2 separate regions of the Mus musculus genome follow, and region 2 is linked to region 1. The links are chromatin contacts, called in public promoter capture Hi-C maps. All regions are on one chromosome and are shown on one strand. Each heading gives the region's core, a stretch centred on a gene start, on an enhancer-like site or on the middle of the called end of the contact. The rest is flanking DNA. Distances are from core to core; before and after follow the strand shown. Region 1 holds the start of Stom (stomatin). Region 2 holds the start of Pdcl (phosducin-like).

Region 1 (5,559 bases), core at 1,161-3,660:
TCTTTTAAAAAATTCTAACTTCTTGAAAATTCAAAAGGAGGTGTGTGTGTGTGTGTGTGTGTATGTGTGTGTGTGTATGTGTGTGTGTATGTGTGTGTGTGTGTGTGCACACGCGCGTGTATTACCTGCATGCACTTAAGCGCATACCATGTGTGCCTGGCTTTCACAGAGGCCTGAAGAAAGCAAGTGAATCTGTGGAGTGGATGATCCAGGTGATTGTAAACTGCCCGCTGTGGGTGCTGGGAACTGAACCCAGGTCCTCTGAGAGAACAGGAAGTACTCTTAACTACTGCGCCTCCTAAAATTATTTTTTAAAGAATATTTAGCCCAAACATTTACAGAGAATGTGTGTGAAAGTCAAAATTTGACAGTACTATGGGCAAGTGAAAGTCGAAATATTTAACTCAGAATTGGAAACTCTCATCTATTCCCTACAGTTTGTTCTTCATCTGGGGCCCAGAATTAATGCTGGAACTGATGCAATCTGGAGTGGGTGCCAGCAAATGTTTTGCAAACCCTCTGTCCCAAAGGGCAGCGGCTCACAAATGACGCTGGCTGAGATTGTCTTGAGAGTTCAGTTCAGGAGCACGAGCAGCACAGACAAATACACTTGGAAACACCGTTTTCCTTTCTAGTAAAAGAACAGTGAAACATAAATACTTTATTACAATAAGCAAGGATTAATTTCCTATTTGCACTGCTTCCCCGAGAGCCACAGCATATACAGGAAGTTCACACCCTGGGGTTTATTTATGGCAGAATGGGGAAAATGAAGCTGTGGACTTTGTCAAGGAAGATTCCGAGAGAACAGACCATTAAGCTACCATAGCCCCCGCCTTCTCTACGAGCAGCTTATCGATAAAAGGCTAACCATGTGATTACATGAGTTGGGACATCATCCCCAGGACTATAAATATTTGACCTATTTTATGGGAAGTCAATTTGAGAAAGCTGAATCACAAAGCTTAAAATTCTAGAACCTTCACCCTCAAGCAAAGGTCGACTTGATCCTTCCCACTGTCACTTTCCTGCTTTCTTCTGGACAATATCAGTGTTCCAGAGCTATAAAGTCAAGGGACAGCATTTCATGAGAGGGAACCACCACAAGGCATCTGGAATTACACAGCAAATACTGTGTGTGTGTGTGTGTGTGTGTCAGAGAGAGAGAGAGAGAGAGAGAGAGAGAGAGAGAGAGAGAGAATGTTTCCAAGAGGGAGCTCTCAGCAGTGATGAACTAGCTCTGTATCTTTATAACTGTGTTTATAAGAATGTATATACATGTGATAAAATGGCATATTTGAATACTTATTCTGTCAGGGCCAATTTCCTATTTTGAGACTGCACATAAAACAGATTTAACTATAGGAGTAACATGAATAGAGGGTCCTTGTGACCACTATAATGTCTTTTCAGCTTTCTGTGATTCTATGTTTATTCAAAATAAAATGCCTTTTAAAAGTTTATTTTGTGTACCTTAATATTTCCCTGAACAGTTTGCATTGGGACAGTCCAGGGAGAAAAACAAAAACAAAAACAAACAAACAAAAAAAAAAACCAGCAGTGATTTTTCAAACATGAGGTTTTCAGTTACAAACTGCAAGGGAGGCAACTTGAGACTGGGAGGGTTCTGGCAAGTGCTTCCTCCAGAGCCTGGACACTGTAAAATGTAATTTTAGAATCCAGGCCCGACCTTTCACCTCTCATGAATAAGTCTGCCCCCATTCCAAGGTTGGCTCTTTCAGGGGACATTTTTCACGGGCCACATCCTTATTTATAGAAAGAAGCCTTTCGGTTTTGATTAATCAAATGGGCTCCGTGCTGTTGCTTTCGAAACACCCTTAGCTTGTTTGTTTGTGGTATAATACAAACTTCACGAGGGCTGGCACTGTGTCCACCTCTGCCCACTGCATCAACTGGGAGGCCCTCGCCTGCTAGAGGCCAAGCGCTCCGTAAGTTAATTTTGTCTGAAAAAAGTAATGTACCGCCTGGAAATTGGTCTTCTTTGGGGCAAGAGCATTGACGCGAACTCCTTCCTCTCACTGCCTACCCGATGTACCAGGCTATACTCAGCACCCTCAGCACGCCCCTCAATCTGCAAGACCCCCACTACAAGAGGACGCCTTCCCCCTCACTAATGCCTGGAATCACAGGATGCCTTGCACCGCTCCTCAGCCCCGCCCTGTTCTCACAGCTTCTCCTCGGATCAACCCACTGGAAGCTGGAGCGAGACTCTGGCAGGGCCTTAAGCATTCTGGCCTCACTGTCTTACCCTCCTAGTATCTGCCTGCCAACACCCCCTTCAGGCCACGCCCCCTCCGGTCACGCACTCTGAGGGCGGGAGAGGCGTGTCTTCTCCTCCATTCCCGGGCACCTATTGGGCGGGCCGCCAGCTGGGGGCGGGACTGCACCAGAGCTTGAGCCCCTTCGTTGCTAACGGCTCTCAGTAAAGCTCCGGCTTTGGGAACTGACGAGTTTTTGAGCGACTCTGACTCCAGCACTATGTCTGACAAACGGCAGTCCAGCCATGTCCAGTCTCAGCGGATCCCTGAGTCCTTCAGAGGTGAGTCTCTCGTCCCCCGCACAGCCTCTTCAAGCCCCCCTCTGGGTCCCGAGACCCACCGCCTGCAGTGAGAACCCCCGCAGACCGCCGGCGTGCCTCCACTGCACTGTGTGCGCTTCGCAGAGCCGTCGTCTTCTTCATTCCTGGGTTCTCGGGCTGATACATGATGATTTGGGGGTGCTGGGGTGCAGCCTGCATGGCAGTCAAGAGGGCGCACTCGCGCGGCAGGGGCGTGTATCCATTGCTCGGCACCCTAGCAGGCAAGAACTGGCTTATCCTTTGGGTCCTAGATGCCAGGTGCCTATCACCAGCGCTTCTTTATCTCGGGCGGTGCACGCAGACCAGGACAGACCCTGGCAGCCAGGAGTGGTAGAGGCGCCTCTTCTGCAGCTTCAGCCTCCTCTGCTCATTCTTGTTTCTTTTCTGCCCCAGCGCCTGGGAGGGGAAGCAAGCAGTCCCAACAAGTAGCCTTCAGCAATCCCTACGTGATCCACAGTCCTCTGAACCAGGGAAGAACTCCCACCCTCTTCCTGCCGTCCCCAGCTTCGGGAAACTAATCAATTTCCTAGTAAAGGGCTAGGCTTCAACCTATGACACAGTAGGCGGTATAGGCAGAAGAAAGGAGGTCTCCCTGGCTTTCCTTCCAGTTCCATTGTCTGTCCCATACTGTGTCCACTTTTGTCTTAGAGATCTCTCCTTCCAGGTAAATAGCTCACCACTCTTCTGGAGCCTTCCTAGTTTTGAAGGCAAGAACTGTTAGCAGGCCCTCAGGCTATCTTCTATAAAAAAATTAGAGCCCTTGAGCGAACTACCTCCTTGAGCCTTTAAATTGTATAACTCCTTGGGGTCAGGAGATGCCCAGTAAGAGAAAATAAACCTCGCAGGAGTCCTGCTATCCTCCTGGGAGCTTTACTAATCTAAAGGAATTATTTCTAAAGATGGAATTTCAGGGAGAATGACACGGTGGAAGAGATTTAGGAGGCTGAGTGGGCTTTTCCATCATCCTGCGGAGACAGCTGTCATCCATTCGGATTATTTGCAAAGCCAACCTGGCCTCCCATCTAACGCCCATCCCCCTGCCCAGAAGCATCTTTAACTCTTTCTCAGGCGAATCTTGAGGATCTCAGATGGCTCCAGAGTGTTGTAATAGGAAACCTACAGGATTCCATCCTCGGGATTATGCAGAAAAGCCTGTGTGTGTATCATTCTCCATACTTTAACCCTTCCCCCAACTGGGAGCATAGCAAAATTAAAGAGAGCCATAGCAAAACTGACCCTTAATAGGCTAAGCACTACCCTAAGTGTTTTATAATGTGATCTTATTGAGTCCTCACAACTGATACTTAGTGACTTAGTCACAAAGGCTTAAAATTCAAATGTAATTCTAAAATGTGAACAGGAGAAAAGTGCCAAGTCTGCCTCTTCAGTGCTGGTCTCTGGCTTTAGATCAAAGTGTGGGTGTGTTGGCGGTCTCCTTCACCTGTACTCAGACCACCGAAGTGGGGTTGGATTTGGAGCCCCACCCTAGGACCCCCCTGTGGGAAGTGGATTTGGAGCCCTGCCCTAGGAATGAACTCAATCTCTATTCCTAAAGATCATTATATTTTTCTTGCTCACAGACCAATTTGAGTTTTGGTTCTAGACCCCTTTTCTTGGTTCTACACTTGGCTGTTTTAGACAGAAATCTTGAGTTAGTGAAAATGATTGGGCTTTTTCTCAAGTATTATACAATTGAAATTTTGCTTGGCTTTGTCACTTTTTTATTTAAAAAGCTTTGCTTTTACTGTGTGTGTGTGTGTGTGTGTGTGTGTGTGTGTGTGTGTGTCCATCTTGTGGAGAGATCAGAAGACAACTTTTGAGCTTTTTCCTTCCAACAAGTGTGATCCAGGGATCAACTTCAGGCCATCCATGCTACAGCAAGCACCTTTGTGGGCTGGGGTAGCTCACCTGCCCACCTTTTAATCTTTGTTTTCTCACTGGTAAGCCTCAGAGATTTAACACTAGGAAGAAATCTATTACTATAACATACTAAACAGAACTTTTTAAATGTGCGTCATTTTGCCAAACATCTAATTGCAATCCTGGGACAAGGAAATGTCTTTATTCTCTGTCTTTCAGTAAAGAAACTGAGTCAGAGTGATAAAATTTCAGACAGCCTAAAAAATTGAGAACCAGGTTTCCAACCCAGGCTCTGACTTCCCGAGGGATGTTCCCAGTCCTGCAGCGATCCATAAAGGAGGTACCACAATAGAGGGTCTGGTCCAGCCTCAGGACTTCACTGAGGGTAAGAGGGAGTAAACAAAGGGAGCCTAAAGGATCAGTGTGACTCAGGACCTCCCAGAGAAAGCCACTCCAGAGGACTGCTTCTGATGGAAGCATGCAATTACACAGTGCCAACTCTGCCTCTTTGTGTCTTTGTGGAGAAGTGGTCCCCCGTAGATAAACATGGCCAAAGCTAGGACCAACCAAGGAAGTTAAGCTAGAGCAGTGGACAATAGTGCAGGTGGATGGCAGAGGAAAGTGTTGTTGTAAAGAAGAGCCTTGTCAACAAGATAGATCCCTGGGGAGGATCCCTTGGAAAGAAGCAGAACCATGGGACTGATATGTTTATTTCAGTTGCTACAGTTGATCAGAATGGTGGGACTTTAACTTCTTCAATAATTGACCTGATTAAACCACCAGTGGTGATAAATGAACTCAAACGGAAGACTAAGACTGCAGAAGCTATTGTTTATACAGTTTGTGATGAAATAGATTTCAGTGTCACTGAATAGCATATGCTTTACACTGTAAAAGACAGAGTGAATAACTATCTGGCCTGCTTTTAAAAATGTAAAATGTTGATAAAGTGATTCAGAGGTGACTAAACTAGGTAATGAGTTTTAAAGAGGGCACAGGCAGGCAATTTCCTGTAAACTGTTATGAGCACATAGCAGTATCTGCCTAGAATCCTGCATATACTTGTGTCTTGACTATTGTGTAATGTAACTGTCAGTTGG
Region 2 (5,559 bases), core at 1,478-3,977, 2.0 Mb before region 1:
TTTTCCTGCCAACCTGAATTATACCCCAAATATTTGAAAAGTGCCTTCCTTAATGGTTTTCTTTATTCTGTAACTATTCTGTCTTCATGAAACTGTTGAACATGGTCTTTGTGACAACCTGAATCCTGGGTCATGGCCACTCATGCTTGGCTCCAGAATAAAGTCTCTTCTTATTCCCTTTGAAGTGAGAGCTGTATTTTTGCACTGACAAGGATAATTTATTTTGAAGTCAAATGATCTGCAAACTGTAACAGGTCTTGTGCCACATAGTAAAGCCAATAGTTCAATAAAGTGATAGTAAAGCCATTATTAGTAACAAGCCAGCAAGTTGGAAGATAAAAGGCTTTTATTGAAAATTCCACTGTACTACCTGGTTTTGTGTGTTAACTTCAACACAAGCTAAAGTCATCAGTGAGGAAGGAGCCTCAATTGAGGAAATACCTCCATGAGATTCAGCTATAAGTCATTTTCTTCATTATTGATCAATGGGGGAAGGCCTAGCCCATTTTGGGTGGTGCCATCCCTGGGCTGGTGGTCCTGGGTTCTATAAGAAAGCAGACTGAGCAAGCCATGGGGAGCAAGTCAGTAAGCAGCATTCCTCCACGGCCTCTGCATCAGCTCTTGCCTCCAGGTTCCTGCCCTGCTTTAGTTCCTGTTGTAACTTCTTAGGGATGAACAGTGATATAGATATGTAAGCTGAATAAACCCTTTCTTCTCTTAAGTTGCTTTTTGGTCATATAGTTTCATCACAACAATAGAAACCCTTTGTCGGGGGGTCACAGATGCAAAGGCTTATTATATGTGACTTCTGAGGAGTCTAATTTTAATCATAGCTGTGTGGGTACCACCGTGGGCATTCTTGAAATAATCAGTTCTCTCTACGTGGTCTTAGTGCTGTCCATAGATCATCATGCTCACCATTCTGATGTCTATAAGCCTGAAGGAAGATTACAGATTAGAGCATCATTTGACTGGTGTTCTCTGATTCTCTACCACCACCCCAACCCCTGTAACTTTGACAAGTTAATTATTAAGAGTATGATCTGGGTAGTAAGACAAAAGCAGCAGTGAAAAGTAGGCTTGCTAAGTGCTGGGGTCAGGCTAACCCATTCATTGGCTACTCATTTGCTTTCTCCTGTGGGCCTGCACCAGGGCACGGAACCCAGGTCCTCTGGAAGAGCATTATAGTACTAAAATGCTGAGCCATCTCTCCAGCCCCTCTCGTCCTCCACCTCCTCCACACACTTCTACAACAGAGACTGCAGCTTACACATGTTCTTGAAACTAAGCTCAAGGTCCTCAGAGCAGCAGATGGTCTTCTTGGTTGATGAAAGAACTCAGTGGGGAAACCCCCACTCAGCTCCCGATTCGGCGTGCACCCAAGAATCACGAATAGAACACAACACCTTGATGTAACAACAAGAGGTTTTTAATGGCGGAGCTCCGGGTCGAAACGTATCTCACATAACAGGAGACAGTGGATTCGACCACGAGGCTTGGAAGCTAGGGGTTTTTATAGAAAAGGAGTGGGGCTGGGGGAGGAATTGGCGCGGTTTCACATGATTGGTCCATTTAAACATCAGCAGCCTGTAACATTTAACTTAGGTCAGAGGGGTGGGAGCTAGGGAGGCGATGGGCTTGCCCGGGCATGTCCTGGTCTGTTCTGCTATGTTCTCAGCCCCAGGTTTCAAAGCTCAGAAACAACTCTTTGGGCTATTTAACATACATTACATGAATTACAGTTTTATTTCCTTTCAGTTGACATCTTTCCAAAGAGACGGTCCAGGAAAAGCCCCAGGTCCCATTTGAGTTTTTCTCCACTCCAGCTCTTGCCTAGCCCTCAGGTTAGGTCTCCAGGTTAACTTGGGGGCACTGGGCACCCTTCAACCTGGGGGCCACAGTATGTTATCCCTGCACAGAACTTGCATGGCAGGGGTAGCAGTGGGGGTGGGATGGCATGGGGAGGTACCTTGCATTTCTGAGTCTAGCCCAAATACTAGCCCAATCCTGGGCCAAATGGGTGGACGTTGGAAGCTTAGTCAGGTCTGATGGCTCATCCAGCTCTCCCACTCCATCACCCCCACCACCCAGTTGGGGCAAGAAGATGAAATTCTAAAATGTGAACATAGACAAATTTGCAGTAACATCTAGGTGGTCCTAGAAACAGGAATCAAGAAACCCCCTTTTCAAATTAAGAGCCCTATCTTAAACGCTGCATTTTATACAAATCGAGCAAATTTGATATGTTTTAATTAGCACACGGTTTAATTTGCAATCTCACAGTTGTGTACAAGACACGCCAACTAAGCAGTTTGAAATCATTTGAGGTTTAACAAAAGTTTTCAAACATAGGGTAGTTTCCTTGACTTTTTTTTTAATCTAGAATTTTCAAAGGTAATCATTATACATAACTGTTGTAAACTCTGTAAACTACAGAGTCAACTATTTGACTAACATTAGTTGATAAGAGTTATTCAAATTTCTTCAGTTGTCCATGCTCGTTTCCAGTCCAGCAATCCAATTCAGGTTGTCATACAACTTCTGTTCTTTGAGTTACTTATTCTTGAAGAAGTTAATGTTTTCGAGTTATTTTTCGCCTTAATATTCCTTTGTAATTTGTCTCGAAACTTGGAACGTAAGTTAATAAAAATTTCATATTTAACTAGAAATACACATCTACGAGTTTTGTCCTAAGCTAAGACCCGTAGCTCCTCCTCAGACGCCGAGATAAGCTTCTTGTGATTGGGTAGCGTGCGTCCGCCGCGACGCCGGAAGGCCGTGTGATTGGTCCGCAGAGTCCACGGCAGCTTTTTCTCTGTCGCTCAAGGCTTTCGGCCACTTCTCTTTCTCTAGGCGAGCGTCCTTTGTTGGTGACAGGAGCTGCTAGTCTAGAAGGAGCAGACTGAGCGAGGCGAGGTAACTAACTGCGCAGGCGTCGGCAAGGAGGAAGCGGCGGGCCTAGACATGGGTGGGGCAGGAGTTTACGCGCCTTGGGCGAACTACTTTGCTTCCCGGCTCCTGGATCCCAATTCCTCTGTACTTCTCAAATTCCTTTGGAGACTCGGAGCGTCCCTCCTCAGTACCGCCCTCTTCACTGTGCCCTCCCCTGCCCTGTCCTCCTCGCTACTCCGCCTCCTCAGCCCCACCTTCCTTATGGCTCCGCCTTCTCCACTCCGTCCTTACAGCTCTGCTTTACTTAACATCCTGTCCCTGCCCTTTTGTCCCATAAGCTCCGCCTTCCTGGAAGCTTAGCCCCGCCCTTCTGTGTTCCACTTGTGCAGCCCTGTCTTCTTCACTGTCCTACTTTCTCTTAACACTCTTAACTGCCTCTCTTGGAAGCCTTTCACTGGCCCTGCCCATATCACTGCTCCTCCTTTTCTGTGCCTCTCCTTAGCTCCACCCTCTTCATGATCCTCCACCTCTTCAAGTTTACTATCCCCACTTGAGGTTTACTTTCTGCACTGCGGGTGCATGCCACTTCTGTCTGCCAGTGTTCTCACCTCTCAGCAGCCCAGTCTCCTCAGTACACTCCTCCTCTTCTGGCCCCGTTTTTCACTCATCGGACCGAGTTGTGGCCCTCTGGCACATCCCAGACAAGGAAATTGTAAAAGTTTTCTTCCTTCCCCTGGTGCTGGCACTTTCCTCTTGGTTGCTGTTCAGCGTGCACAGTGCTCTGTCCTGACTGGAATCTGCTGTGTGGGAGAGAGGTAAATTGTAATAGAGTAAATACCATATGTTAAGTCTCTTCTGAAGGCAGCGCAGTGTTGATATTTGGTATGCTTAGAGGAAGGACGTTTTTGTTTGTTTGTTTTTGTTTTTGACTAGTCATTCCTGCCGGAGTCTTTTTTTAATTTATTTTAATTAATTAATTAATTTTTTTTTTTTTTTTTTTTTTTTTTTTTGAGACAGGGTTTCTCTGTGTATCCCTGGCTGTCCTGGAACTCACTCTGTAGACCAGGCTGGCCTCGAACTCAGAAATCTGCCTGCCTCTGTTTCCCAAATGCTGGGATTAAAGGCGTGGGCCACCACTGCCCTGCGCTACTGGAGTCTTAAACAGACTTCTAAAGCACTGAACTGTACCTTTTCCCAAAACATCTGGGTCCTAGGTGTTCTTTAACCATCTGGCTCTTATTTAAGTTTTGTCGTGGAGACTTGCTGGTTATAATTGGTCCAGCTTGAGACCATGTATCTAGGCTCTTAGTGAGGCAAGGAGTGAATGACTTAGTTTCAACAGTATACCTACCCTTGGTAGTCCCTTTTGAAGTTTTCCCTGAGGACTTTCTCCCAATTTGTTAGCAGTCTTAAAACTAAAAGTGTATACGAATAAAAACCACACCAAAAGATTCCTCTTACCCAGTTCACACAAGTAGACAGTAATGCCCCTCTCAGGCTCCTGGAAGTCATACATCAGTGGGTCTGTTAACAGCTTCAGCCTTTGTTGCAAAGCTCAGCAAAGAAATGTGCCTTATCTAAGCCTTGTTTTTGCCTGCTATAACAAAAGCCTGGTAAACTATGGCATAGATCCAGGGTTGGGGTTTGTTGAGATTCTGCTTATGAAAACACCTTTAGATTCTTATAAAGTTCTGGGAAGTCAGTCCAAGTGTACCTTGTATGGTTCAGATTCATGTCTTCCTTGCTCAAGCTAGCAAAAAATCCTTGATACATTTTTCTTTTCCAGGCACCATGACAACCCTGGATGATAAGTTACTGGGGGAGAAATTACAGTACTACTACAGCACCAGCGAGGATGAGGACAGTGACCATGAAGACAAAGACAGAGGCAGGGGAGCACCAGCCATTAGTTCCACACCTGCAGAGGCTGAGCTGGCAGGCGAAGGCATCTCCATCAATACAGGTACTGGAAGGCTCTGAGCTCTAGAAATGGACTCAAAAAAATGTCCTTTAAAGTGTGTATCAGTTAGAAGTCCTGCTCTCCTTTCTCCAACTTCTGTCCCACTTTCCTTCCAGAGATAACATAGTGTAGTCTGTCATTGTGCTTGCTTCTGCCCTTTCTCCTTGCAATGCAAATCTATATGCATATCAGCATGGAAGGGAACAGTCTGCACTGAGTTTGACAACCCATAAATCATATATGAGTATCCTGGTAGGATTAATTCCTAGAAATGGCATTTTTGCACTGTTAATTTTTAAAATTAAAGTTTCTATTATTATTGTATGTATATGCACGGTCTGTATGCGTGGTTACAATTCCAAGATACCAGTATGGAGATAAGAGGACTTTTTGGAGTTGGTTCTCTCACCTTTACAGTTAAATTCCAGGAATTTATTTACCTCAGATCTCCAGGAGTGGACTGTAGGGTGAGTTATCTCCGTGGCTCTTATACTATTGTTTATTGCTTTTAGTTTGTAACTTTCTACTTATGAGGATTGGCCGAGGAATTTGTTCATGCTATGCAAGTGCTCTGCCACTGACCTATAGCCCAACCCACTTTAACATCCAAATATTGTCAGATTGCTTAAATTGAGGTTGTGCTTGTAGTTCAGCCAGCAACACAATATTTTTCTTTATAGTTTTCCTCCTTGCTGACAACTTGTAAA

Evidence for each region. Promoter capture Hi-C pulls out the DNA fragments that hold promoters and counts their contacts.
Region 2: a contact with region 1 is called in a promoter capture Hi-C map of 3T3-L1-derived adipocytes, with 5 times the contacts expected there. The contact joins the promoter of Pdcl here to the promoter of Stom in region 1. A contact is called at or near these places in 4 of 39 promoter capture datasets (the 3T3-L1 cell line, 3T3-L1-derived adipocytes, hippocampal neurons and 1 more).

Annotation. Positions count from the first base shown.
Region 1 is chr2:35,333,860-35,339,418 of GRCm38.p6, reverse strand. It overlaps Stom (stomatin), which reads left to right and starts at 2,410. Exons shown (of 7, transcript NM_013515.2): 1 at 2,410-2,560. The coding sequence starts at 2,500.
Region 2 is chr2:37,356,500-37,362,058 of GRCm38.p6, reverse strand. Pdcl (phosducin-like) reads left to right here and starts at 2,727. Exons shown (of 4, transcript NM_026176.3): 1 at 2,727-2,916; 2 at 4,679-4,855. The coding sequence starts at 4,684.